2 separate regions of the Zea mays genome follow, and region 2 is linked to region 1. A link is a contact called in public Hi-C data. All regions are on one chromosome and are shown on one strand. The core of a region is the stretch at or near the end of the contact, and the rest is flanking DNA. Distances in the headings are between cores, read along the strand shown. Region 1 holds the start of LOC100502312 (DUF707 superfamily protein). Region 2 holds the start of LOC100191177 (alpha/beta-Hydrolases superfamily protein).

Region 1 (6,067 bases), core at 1,169-3,668:
AACTTTTTGGTAATGTGTGATCTTTTTACTCTTCCAGATCCCTCCAATCTGTGATTCAAAGCCTCAGCAATAGCAAACACGTTGATGGGAGTTCTGAATGCCGCACCAGTCATACTGAATCATGTCCACATTCTGAAAATACAGCAGATACTAATTCCTCAGGTAAAGAAACGTCCAGGGATAGATCATCAGCTGCTAGTTTCACAGAGGAAGCAAGCAACAGTCAGAAATCTCAGAAAGTGCAGCAGTGTGATACTGATTCAATTCAAGTTATCAATCCATCACCAGACGAGTCATATCCCCAGGCCCAAGTTGAAAAGGTCGGTCCCAAAGATGGCTTGCTTTGGGGTTCTAGAAAACAAAGAGTAATGAGAGCTAGAAGGACACTTCTGAAAGCTGGTGATAGTAGTGGGGATGGTGAGCCTACATCTACAGCATGCATACAGGGGGAGGGTTTGTCCAAAGGCTGCATGAAGAACTTCAAAACTCAAAACTTAGAATCAGTTGTTGTGAAGAAGGGTGTGAAAACTCCAAAGGTAGAATCTGATGTGATGAATAAGGATTTGAAAACCCTAAATGTAGGATCTGGTATAATGAAGAAGGGCTTGAAAGCTCCCAAAACAGAATCTGATATGATGAAGAAGGGCGTGAGAACTTCTAAAGCAGAGTCTGATGGTATGAAGAAGGGGATGAAAATACCGAAAGTAGAACCTGATGTTATGGACTGGAAAACTCCCAAAGCAGGATCTGATGTTACGAAGAAGGGCTTGAGATCTCCAAAGGCAGAATGTTGCCAGCCTGTGATTGAGAGCGTTAAACTAAAGCTGGCAGAGATTTTGAATACTATATCAACTCAAGATGACTGCAAAATGTTGCAACACCAACTTGATACCCAGGTATGATAGGTTCACCGAGTTTCATCAATTTTGTTTTTGCAGTGCCTCAGTGATGGTCTAAATTATCTCTCTCTCTCTTCTCTCTCTCTCTCTCTCTCTCTCTCTCTCTCTCTCTCTCTGTGTGTGTGTGTGTACTATAATGACTCCTTAGGTCATTTGAGAGATGGGATACTTCATGTGGGTGCTAATAATTTTAAGACTACTATTAAAACTGTTCCACTTTTTTTCCTGCTAGTTACTCAGCTAAGATTTTTGTGGGGTTTTAATGATGGTTATTTTCTCACTAGCTGGCTATAGTTGATTGTTTTACTTTTCAAGTTAATTGTTCCATCAAATCATTCTCAAGGTCTGTGAAATAGCGTGAACACTTATGGTCTGAATTTCATCTGACTCCTTACCATTCGTCTATATATACAGAGGAAAAGAGCTAGATATAAGAAGATGATTCGCCGGCATATGGACTTCCGAATGCTTCACTCTAAGATCAAGAGTGGCGCAATCTCTGGCACCAAGGAGCTTTTGAGAGATATACTTATTTTCATCAATAATGTAATAACCTTCTATCCGAAGACTACATTAGAGCACATGGCTGCGGTTGAGCTTCGTGACTTTGCATGCAAAACTGTGAAGCAGAGTGCAAGCTTGTTCTTGAAAAGCCATCGAGAGACCAGAACAGCTGGTGCCCCTGTAATAAAGAAGAATGCTCGAGCCCTGCATTTTTCAAGAACAAGCTTGCACTCTGGGGATGCAAGGGCAAGCAAGGTTTCTTCAAGGGATGCTGCTGCCAAGGAAGGGGATGGCAAGAGACCTTGCAGTGATGAGCTGGCTAATCAAAAGACTACAAAGAGAAATGAGCCAGCCAAGAAGAGGGGTGTGGGTCGGCCTCCAAAGAGTGGGCAGAGGATTGCTGGGGCACAGGAAAATAGCCCCATCAAAGGCAGGAAAAGTAGCGCTGGGGCACAGGTAGATAGCCCCAGCAAAGGCAGGAAGAGGAGTGTGGAAGCACATGATGATAGCTCCAGCAAAGGGGGCAAGAGGAGCCGGCGGTGAAGCTACCATCAGCTCAATGCCGGTGAAACTGTGTACAGCTTAACCATATATCATAGGCTGTTCCCTTCCGGTTTGTTTACCTGACAAAAAAAAGTTATTGTCCCAGTATTCAAACTGATGTAACAGGAAGGGTTAGTTGTTTCTGATGTTGTTTTGTAAGGAGTAAGGACAATTAGAAGGGAACCCTCATTTTTATATTGAGATTATCCGAGTTAGGCTATACATATCTGACCATGTAATGCTTATAGTAGTTTAAGTTGTTATACCATGTGAACTGATGCTTGAACACCGAAGTTACCTATCATCAGTCTGTCACACTGAACCAGATAAGAGCAACGTCAGGGATGGGCTGATGGCGATCCGCTCGTGGGCCGTGCGTCACCGTCTAGCACACGCGCCAGCGCAGCGCAGCGACGATGAACCAATAAACCGAGCGGAAAACCCGGTCGCGGAGGAGGCCGCGTGGGGCGCGCGCGCGAGCGAGCTGTGAGCATCGCCGTTCCTCTCGCGCTCTCGGCTGTCTCGCTCCTTCCCGCGGTCGCCTCCGCCCGTGCCCGTGCCCGTGCCCCGTCCCAACTCCCACCCAACATTTCCCAATCCCTCCGGGCTCCGGCACCGCGAGATGTTTCGTTAGCCATTCCCACGACACAATCAGCACCACCGGTGCCCTCGCTGCCAAGGCGCCCGCTCGTGTGACGAGTGGCGCTCCACCACCGCCCATTGCGCGCTCAGCTCCGAGGCCTCCCGCTCGCCGCGGCATCATCTCCGGCTCCTCCCGCCGCCGTGGTAATTCGTTTTGTTCTCCTCACTCAATCCGATTGTTCAGATATCCGTGTGCTACTGCACCTGGTATATCATGGATTGGTTCTGATCGTGCCTTGGGACTTGGGTGCTCTTACCTGTCTGTAATTGGGATTTGGGAAACGATCTCTTGGGGTTGGGGCGCCCTCGTTATCCCGAGGTGCCCCCAGACCTGTAAACTGGAGAAGGTTGGGTTCATACAGTCATACTTCATAGAGCGTAGCGTAATTCGGTCTCGGCAGGCGCGTCAGTGTTCCCGCCCCATTTGGGCCTCGGCATCGATGCGCGCGTCACATCCCTTTGCCGTCAATTTGCTTCGAGGGGGCACTGCTGCACTCCGAACAAACAAAAGCGAGATCATGCATGATGCTTGCGCCAGACGTTCATCTATCTATTCGTTCGAGATTTCGCCCCCTTGTCAACTTCCTCTCCTTTTCCGTTTCACCAGCAAAATTTGGAGAAAGCGATGCTAAAGTATTTTTCTTATCTGATGTGTGTGTGCGCGCGCGCCTGGAACCTGTTGATTTCAGGTTGTTTGACTGTGTGATCAATGTGTCCTGTGTGAGGTGTTTTGGTCCTTTTGCAAAGTTCGGCTGGGACAGGTCTCTGGAACTAAAAAAGTGTATTTTTAATATTTTTTCTTGAATATATAGGAGAGCTATGTATCTTTATATTAAGAAGAAGAAAAGTCCGTTACATGATAGTCTCCTATCCCGGACAAAATAGGAGACCGTAGACAAAACCACTAAAACTCTAAAGCTTACAAAAGACATGGTAAGACCTGACTAACAAACAGCCCAACATATTTTAAGTGCCTAACACGGATTGTGTACTAACAAATCTGACTAACACGGATGGTGTACTACCTCTTCTAGGCCTGGCCGCCTGGCTCCATCAAATACAATGGTGTTCCATGTTATATGTTAAGAAATTTCTCCTTTGTTCTGTGTGGTATGCCTGAACTTGAGCAACACGCCAAATCTTTACTTAGAACATATTTCGGGACCACCCAGAATGAAACGTGATGAGCCATTTTTTCCATTATAAAAATAATGGCATTATTCATTGTGCTGTTTTTTTATGACCTGCCATCCTGCAAGCAGGGCGTCATGAAATGAACCTGACTTGCTTGAGTTGCTTCTTGACACCATAAGAAGGCGATCCATCTGTTTCCAGTTGCACACAGAAAGCTAGTGCCTTGAAAGATAAGGTGAGTTTGCTTGTGTTCTTTTGATGATTACTTACTAGTGACATCTACATTTTCTGAACCCTTAAAGGGTTGGTTGAGTGCGAGGTCATGATACTATATTGCTACCTACTTTTGATCGTACAGAATGGTAAGGGGGGCGGTAGGTGTCCTAAGATGAAACTGCGGTTGCATCTGTTGGTCCTGTGCGTGATCATCATATTCCTGGTGTACAACATGGCTAGCTTTCAACATAAGCAGACATCGGTAACAACCAGTATCCCCTGGTTTATTGAAACAGGGTTCTGTGAACGTAAATATACCTAAAAGATTAATCTGATGTGATTATGCAACTTTACAGTCGGAAGCAAAATCCCATCCATTTGATACAGTGACGGTAGGTGAACGCATTTTTTCGTTAAAAACACCAGAAGATTTGGCTTTTCCCCCTATTAATCCAAATGCAGATTTTCCTCTGTTTCTAATTATGATTTGTGCTCCAATGTAAACATCAGGTCTCTGACAGAGATGCTGTTAAGTTGCCCCAAAAAGCTGAGGTTAGGATTGGTTATTTACCCCATGGTATAGTGGAGTCTAACTCCGACATGAAGTTGAAACCGTTGTGGTTGACAACAAGTGCGCAGTCAAAGGTTAGTTAAGTACAATATACCTGATGGACTTTTGAGTCCGGTACAGTATTTCTGTTGGTTTCACTTTTCAAACTCAACAATCATTAGCTGTTCCCACCTCCTAACCATTATTTAATGCTCTGAGTGTTTTGTTCCTAGCAGAAGTCTAAACAAAAAGATCACTTCTTGATTGCTATTGCTGCCGGTATAAATCAAAAGAAAAGTGTGGACGCTATAATGAAGAAGGTACTTCATTTACACCTCTGTGCAGTAATTGCACATAAAATTGTCATGTGACTCTTGATTCTTCAGTTTCTTCCAGAAAATTTTACAGCTGTATTGTTCCATTACGACGGGAATGTCAATGGGTGGAATGATCTACCATGGAGCAAAAGTGTGATACATATAGCTGCTTCTAACCAGACTAAATGGTATGTCATCTCTTCCTTTGCACTGAAATTCGGCATTTGTCTCTATTTTGCAACAAAAAGGGCATTTTCCACCCTTTAATTCTGAATTCTGATCTGATATCGTTTTAGCTTCAAGATAAGATGACAAGATATTTATTTTTATAGGTGGTTTGCAAAGAGGTTCCTCCATCCTGCTGTTGTGTCTATGTACCAGTACATCTTTCTTTGGGATGAAGACCTGGAAGTAGATAACTTTAATCCGAGAAGGTATTTTCTAATTGGATTACATGATACTAGCCCTATATTGTCAAACTTACCATTGCCTAGCAACAACAACAAAAGAGCCCTGCTTATTTGACTTTTAAATCAGGCTACTAGTAAAAAAACTCGACCTGCGGAGATAAGATAACCCCTAGACATTGCATTAAGAAGACTTCTCATGCAGGTCGAGAAAACCTACGAACTCTTGCTCCACCCGTACACAACGACACCGTAGCCCATGGAGAATGACCATGACTGAGCTGGGCCTTAGGCAGTGGCAGACCCAGCTGCTACACTAGAGTGTGCCAAGAAAAATATCAAAAAAAACAAAGATCATCAAGACTCGAACCTTGACTGCCAAGTTCAAAAGATAGTACTTACATCGCTATACTAACTACCATTATATGATCTTATGGTGTGTCGTGTCCCATATGGATCACCCGCCGCTGGGTCCGCCCCTGGCCTTAGGCATGTGAGTTTATGTGGGATAGATGAGGATAACCTTGGCCTAAAATTCGCTTCCATATGGTCTAACCCTCCTCAAGCTACCTAATCAACTCGGTTAGAAGCCCTTTCGCTCAGAAGCTACTAGTATAAAATGATAGTTTTTTGGATGTTTCTGCTGCCAGTGTCAGGTATGTGCTAGGTGCTAGGCGGCAAACAGTTTCTTGAAAGTATCCACCTTAAGTTCTTGTTCCAGATAGGAGAAACTTGTGAAGAAATGTCATATTATGCTAACCTTCTCCACACAAAAACACATGCACTCACACACAAAATGAGTTTGTTTGATCTTTTCATTTTTTGACACCAATTTAGCTAATGCATTGATTACTT
Region 2 (5,805 bases), core at 3,048-5,547, 220 kb after region 1:
TTTTGCACCATCTGCAGGGTGGTTTGCAGACTCTCTTGAAATATATTAAGGAGAATAACCCTGACAAACTTTCTATAGCACTTGCTTCATCACTTGACACTGTTGCTGAATTGGAGCTGTTACAGGTACCTCAGTGAACCCATAGACTATCGGATAGAACTTAGACAATGCTTAGAACAAGGTTCCAGTGATCATTCTGAATTTATGATTACTTGAAACGTTTTCCCTCTCTTTGAATAGGCTCCTGGTCTGTCCTTTCTCCTGCCTCAACAGTATATAGAATATCCAAGGTGAAACTTTCTTGATCTTCTCTTAAGCTTTAAATTCTATTTCTGTCATTCTTGCAGTTTGTTTCATAATTGTTTTTCTTGTTCTATCTAGCACAGGTTCTGCATCATAACTTAGCTGATTGTTGTTGTTATGGAACTTGATCATGCAGGACATAGTTATATACATACGCTCAGTGCAAGGGTTAAGCATGAGAATACCAACTGCTTTATGTTAGTGATAAGAGATTTGAGGCTGCCGTATAGAAATTTAATTTGAAATCCACATGTGCCATGCAAAATCTCATCTAATTCTATATTGCCATTCTCAACGGTAATAAAACTATAAAAGCATCAATTTACCACTATTTTTACACTGCTTTGCTATCAAGTCTGCTTGTGAAAACACTTACTAATTATTCTTCACCCATGCCCATTGAACTTAGATTGTTTGTGAATTGCTAAACATTTTGTTGGCATTTGGTAGTATGGGTGGCAACATGGTTCCTTCTGAATTTTTCAGTGTGCCAAATCATTATATAGATTAATTTTGAGTACTTTAAGAATAAAATGTATGGCATGTTTATCATAAATTATAGATTCAGGACCTAATGTCAATTGAAGTGTTCAGTTTCTGGGGGTGTCTTGCATAATCTGAGCATGCAGTTCTCCAATGTCTGACAAAAGATTTTTTATGAAATATAGTTTAAACAGCTTGCTATTAATAGGCTGACAGGAAGAGGAGTTGTTGAATTCACAGTTGAAAAAGGTGATGGTTCAACATTCTTTCCAACTGGTGGTGGTGAACCGAAAAGTGTTGCTACAATTCAGGTAGATAACAGTGACATTGTAAAATTATAGTCCATGAAAAGCTATTGATCTGCAGTTTTGATTCAAGACTTTTGTAATACCCCCCCCCCCCACCCCCTCACACACACACACACCGTCTGTTCTGAGAAGAATCTGTTGTACTTTTGTAGGTGTTGTAATGGATCTAATAGTTGTGCATAAACCTCACTCTTTTTAATATGCTAGTTAACTATAAGAGCTATAGTAGCTGCTGCTACGATTTGTCATGACATCTGGAGAATTATATTGGGTGCTGATTGTTTATTAATGTAGGTCGTTATTGATGGGTACTCTGCCCCACTGACTGCTGGAAACTTTGCAAAATTGGTAAGGTGGCTTAACTCTGGCCCCATCTTATTGTTTGCTCCCAGTTGTTTTGGGGAAATTCCTAAATTGTAAACTTTTATGCTCACTCCTTTCTTGTGACAGTAGTGTACTAACTTTGACCCCTAATAAAACACAAAAAATGCATTAGCAGATAAATATCTCTTCAGTAACTTTTAGTAGCAAATGTTTAGGAAAAAAAGTCAAAGACATGCTTTGAAGACGATGTTCAAAACGGCAGGTGTGAACAATAAAAAAACTCTATTGAAGAACGGTTGCTAGAATCTTTCTGTAACATGTTTACAATTCTTGAAGTTTTACTCTACGAGTTTTGTGTTCTTATTGCCGGTTCTCATTCAATTTAGCAAACTTCAGGTCTTGGATGGGGTATATGACGGGGTAACACTTAAATGTGCAAGCCAAGCAATTATTGCTGATAACGAGACTGGAAAAAACGGGTACACTGTTCCATTAGAGGTCCTGCCAGCAGGACAATTCGAACCATTGTACAGAACTCCACTAAGCATTCAGGTCAGTCACTCCTGGACTGCTTGGACATGGAAGTTTCAGCATATATCTATTTGTTTTTTAGGTGAAGGTCTCCTCTGTTGATATTCATTTCTTTTGCTTCATCTATTCTAGGATGGAGAATTGCCAGTCCTGCCCATGTCGGTGTATGGTGCTGTTGCCATGGCACATAGTGTGGATTCAGATGAATACAACTCACCAACTCAGTTCTTTTTCTATCTTTATGACAAGAGAAACGTGAGTAACAAAAAGGCCATTATTACATATTTTTACAATCCAATTTAAAGATCAAACTGAGTGTACTTGGTTGAATAGTGTGCCTACTTTTCTATAATACTTTAAACCATACTTGTTTTCCTTTAAACATAAAACTGAATATAAGTATACAGATAACTAACCAGACTCTGCCAAAAGGGTATGAATGCCTAATCTATCTGCTAATATAATAAGTAACAACTCGCTTCTCCAGCCTGTAATAATCTTTAGAAGCATGAAGGGCTTGTTTGGTTTGCATCACCGGACAGCTGCCTGAGCCAGGCATTACCCCCAGGTGTTGGATTTTGATCGCCTGGGGTTGAGATTGTGTACCTGGCAGTCAATTGTCTGGCAGGCTTTCAACCAAACAGTGTGTATAGAATGGGAGTTAATATGTTTCTCTTTCTTTGATGTAGTCTGGCTTAGGAGGAATATCGTTCGACGAGGGGCAATTTTCAGTTTTCGGGTAAGTGGTGACTGGTTTCATTATGTGATCATTGAGTAGCAAAATTGATATATTCCATTGTTAATAATGACGCTGTAAGAAATTTTATGAGTATATCCAAACAATTGCAGGTATACCACTGATGGGAGAGATGTTCTGTCACAGATTAAGGCCGGAGATAAAATTCGGTCTGCCAAGCTTGTACAGGGCAGAGAACGCCTTGTATTGCCATCCATAGCCCCCGAAGAGAGCTGATATTATCGATCCCAAGCATTTGCAGCATTCTTTTACACTGATGAGGCAACCAACATTTTGTATATCCAAGCCACTAAACCTGACCGAACAGTTTACAGTCAAATACTGAGTATAGCATATATAACAATCGTTGTACATGAAACATTTTTCTTGTGTATCCATGCATCCGAATGCTTATTCGACAGGTATGTTACGGTGAGTTGCCTGGGCTGTGCATCTCTCATTGAGCCAGGCCAGGATGTCCCCACGGACACGCTCGATGTTCTCGTCCGGTTCCCCAAATAGCAAGGAGTGGAGCATCCCGTCGTATATCTTGATAGTCTTATCCTTGCTGGCGGCGGCGGCGTACAGGGCGCGGCTGACTTCCGGGTCGGTAACCTCGTCGGTGCTGCCGTGCACGACAAGGAACGGGATGCTGACTTCGCCGAGGCGCTTGGCCAGCTCGTCGGTGGCACGCAACAGCTCGACGACGGTGCCGAGCCTGGGACGGCCGTTGTAGCGCACAGGGTTGCGCGCTGCAACGATGCGCTTGGCGGGCACCTTGACGGACTTCTCGATGAGGTCGGCGGTGGGCACGATGGCCGCCGTGGGCGCGAAGCGCGCGACGAAGGTGAGAATCTCCGGCAGCGGCCACGGCGGGCGGATCCGGTCGGAGATCCTGCACATGGGAGCGACGAGGACCGCCCCCGCCCACTCCTCCGGCCGTGTGCGGAGGTGGATGAGCAGGCAGATGGCCCCGCCCATGGACTCCCCGAACAGGAAGCAGGGCAGGCCCGCGTGCTCCTCCCTCGCCCTGACGGCGCGGAAGAAGGCGAGGAGGTCAGCGACGGCGGCGTCGAGGTCGGGCACGAAGGCGCGGAGGCCGTGGGAGCGGCCGTGGCCCGGGAGGTCGGCCGCGAAGCAGGCGAACCCGGACCGCGCGAGGAAGACCGCCGTGGACTGGAACGTCCAGCTGATGTCGTTGCCGTAGCCGTGGACCATGAACACGAGCGCCCTGGGCCGCTCGGGCGCGCGGGGCCTCCACGCGCGCGTGAAGAGCCGCCGGGCGCCCGCGTCGGGCGTGGTGAAGTAGGAGGACTCGCCCTCCGTGCCGTGCGCCGAGTAGAACTCCGCCTCCGTGGCCGGGTGCTCGCCCCAGAAGTGAACGGCCGGCGCCAGCGCCTCCCCGTCCGCCGGCATAGTGGTGGGGATCGGAGTTTGGTCCCGGACGTTGGCGTCGGGTGGTGTGGTGTGGTGCGCGTTGTGTGTGGATGTAAAGGGAACTGGTGGCCGCTGGCCGGCGAGCGGGGGAGTCGCTGCTATGCTGGATGCTTGCCAGTTGCGTCGCGGCAGGGGCAGCCGGGCAGGGCTGCTTGGGGGACGTTTCGATGCGGGAGGGGAAATCACTGGATTCGTTTCGGGTTGGTGCCTTGGTGGGACGGCTCTTGTGCCGCAGATCCACCGGCTCGTCCCCGCGCCGGTGCAATGCAAAATTCACGTGGTATGCTACTTCCTTCATAGTTGGCACACGCGGGGAACAATAACTAGTAAGCGCAGGCAGGTGCTAAGGGCATGTAAAACCTAGACACTGTTGCACGGTACTCCAAATATAAGACATAACTAAAACACAACATAATATAATGGTCATGTCTAAAACATATGTCTTATCATATTCATTATACAAATCAGAGCATTCAATAAATTAAAGTGATCAATCAAATAATCTACTGTCTCGAACATAGAGCTAAGACACTGTGTCTTCGTCAAGATACATGTCTTGAGTCTTTTTACATTTACCCCCTAGACATACTCTAAGACACAACTTAAAACACTCACTGTACATGCCATAACGGTCCTGTAGCATCCCAAATCTATCCATGTGTTTACAAAAAAAATTACGAATAGATATAGAACTAAATGTTCTTATTTTCTCACATTCTGAATAAATCAATACCTAGAGTTATTTTAAATCATAAAAAAATTTAAGTTTTAAGTTTATAGAAAAGAGCGTCGAGGTTTATGGGACTAAATTAGTAGCATTGGACACATCATAATGTATTTTTAACAATATGATCATTCAGTGTCATAAATATTGTTTCTCTATAAATTCGGTTCAACAATCAAATTTTTTGTTGAAGTTATTTTAGATATTATTTTAGATAGCTTTAGGAGTTAGTTTATTTAGGAACGAAGGAGGTACATTTTAGTATCGACCCAGTCATGGTAACATCCGTTCTCGAATATTTGTCGTCTGCTTATTAATTTTTAAATTAAACTACAGCAAATAAAAAAACAGAGTGGGTATAATCAAACATGTAGAGGTAGTACAAGCTACATCATTTCCATAAACATGCTCTGGACAAAAATGCCAGCGTTGGTGGTAATTACCCGGACGGTGTAGGACAACGCCATACCCGCAGTGGCGCGCACCTTTTTTTTTTGGCTCGCCCTACAGGTGGTCCTGTGGGTCGGCACTCGGCAGGCACATCTACCTCTCGTATCTGACCCGATCTCCTCCGGCCATGGGGCCTAAGCTCGCCCTTTATTCATCTTCAACCCCCTTTTCACGCAAAGAAATTAAAGCTGAACAAGAATAAAGGTCACCAGAAGGGCAGAACCGGACGGAGATCAGTACAGGTGCGGGTACTTTGCCCCTAAAATACACTCGAGGTTCTTTCTATCTCGATCGATATGAAAATTAAAATATTCGTTTTCATTTTACACTATCTATCTACAGCTACATCATCTCTTAATTACTATTAGCTACATTATATCACTAAATTTTAATCTCTTAGCATGGGATATCCATGTCATATCTCTACTTAAATTTTATTTAAAAAATATTGTAATTTCCTGCAGCAATGTGTGGAGTATCTTCAATCTAACAGGAGTACGGTGCTGCTT

What was found. Hi-C and Micro-C count contacts between places; a contact is called where the count stands out from the background.
Region 2: a contact with region 1 is called in a Hi-C map of tassel, with 2.3 times the contacts expected there. The contact joins the promoter of LOC100191177 here to the promoter of LOC100502312 in region 1. A contact is called at or near these places in 5 of 25 Hi-C or Micro-C datasets (ear, leaf, tassel and 1 more).

What each region holds. Positions count from the first base shown.
Region 1 is chr2:212,327,968-212,334,034 of Zm-B73-REFERENCE-NAM-5.0, forward strand. LOC100502312 (DUF707 superfamily protein) reads left to right here and starts at 2,419. Exons shown (of 16, transcript NM_001363263.1): 1 at 2,419-2,732; 2 at 3,851-3,957; 3 at 4,081-4,200; 4 at 4,295-4,330; 5 at 4,449-4,583; 6 at 4,725-4,808; 7 at 4,875-4,993; 8 at 5,138-5,239. The coding sequence starts at 4,111. It overlaps LOC100384761, which reads left to right. Exons shown (of 5, transcript NM_001177219.1): 4 at 38-896; 5 at 1,314-2,233. The coding sequence ends at 1,946.
Region 2 is chr2:212,551,080-212,556,884 of Zm-B73-REFERENCE-NAM-5.0, forward strand. LOC100191177 (alpha/beta-Hydrolases superfamily protein) reads right to left here and starts at 4,298. Exons shown (of 1, transcript NM_001136612.1): 1 at 2,957-4,298. The coding sequence starts at 4,101. The coding sequence ends at 3,097. It overlaps LOC103647754 (peptidyl-prolyl cis-trans isomerase CYP37, chloroplastic), which reads left to right. Exons shown (of 12, transcript XM_008672269.4): 5 at 18-125; 6 at 241-290; 7 at 995-1,097; 8 at 1,389-1,442; 9 at 1,815-1,970; 10 at 2,082-2,204; 11 at 2,639-2,688; 12 at 2,799-3,106. The coding sequence ends at 2,922.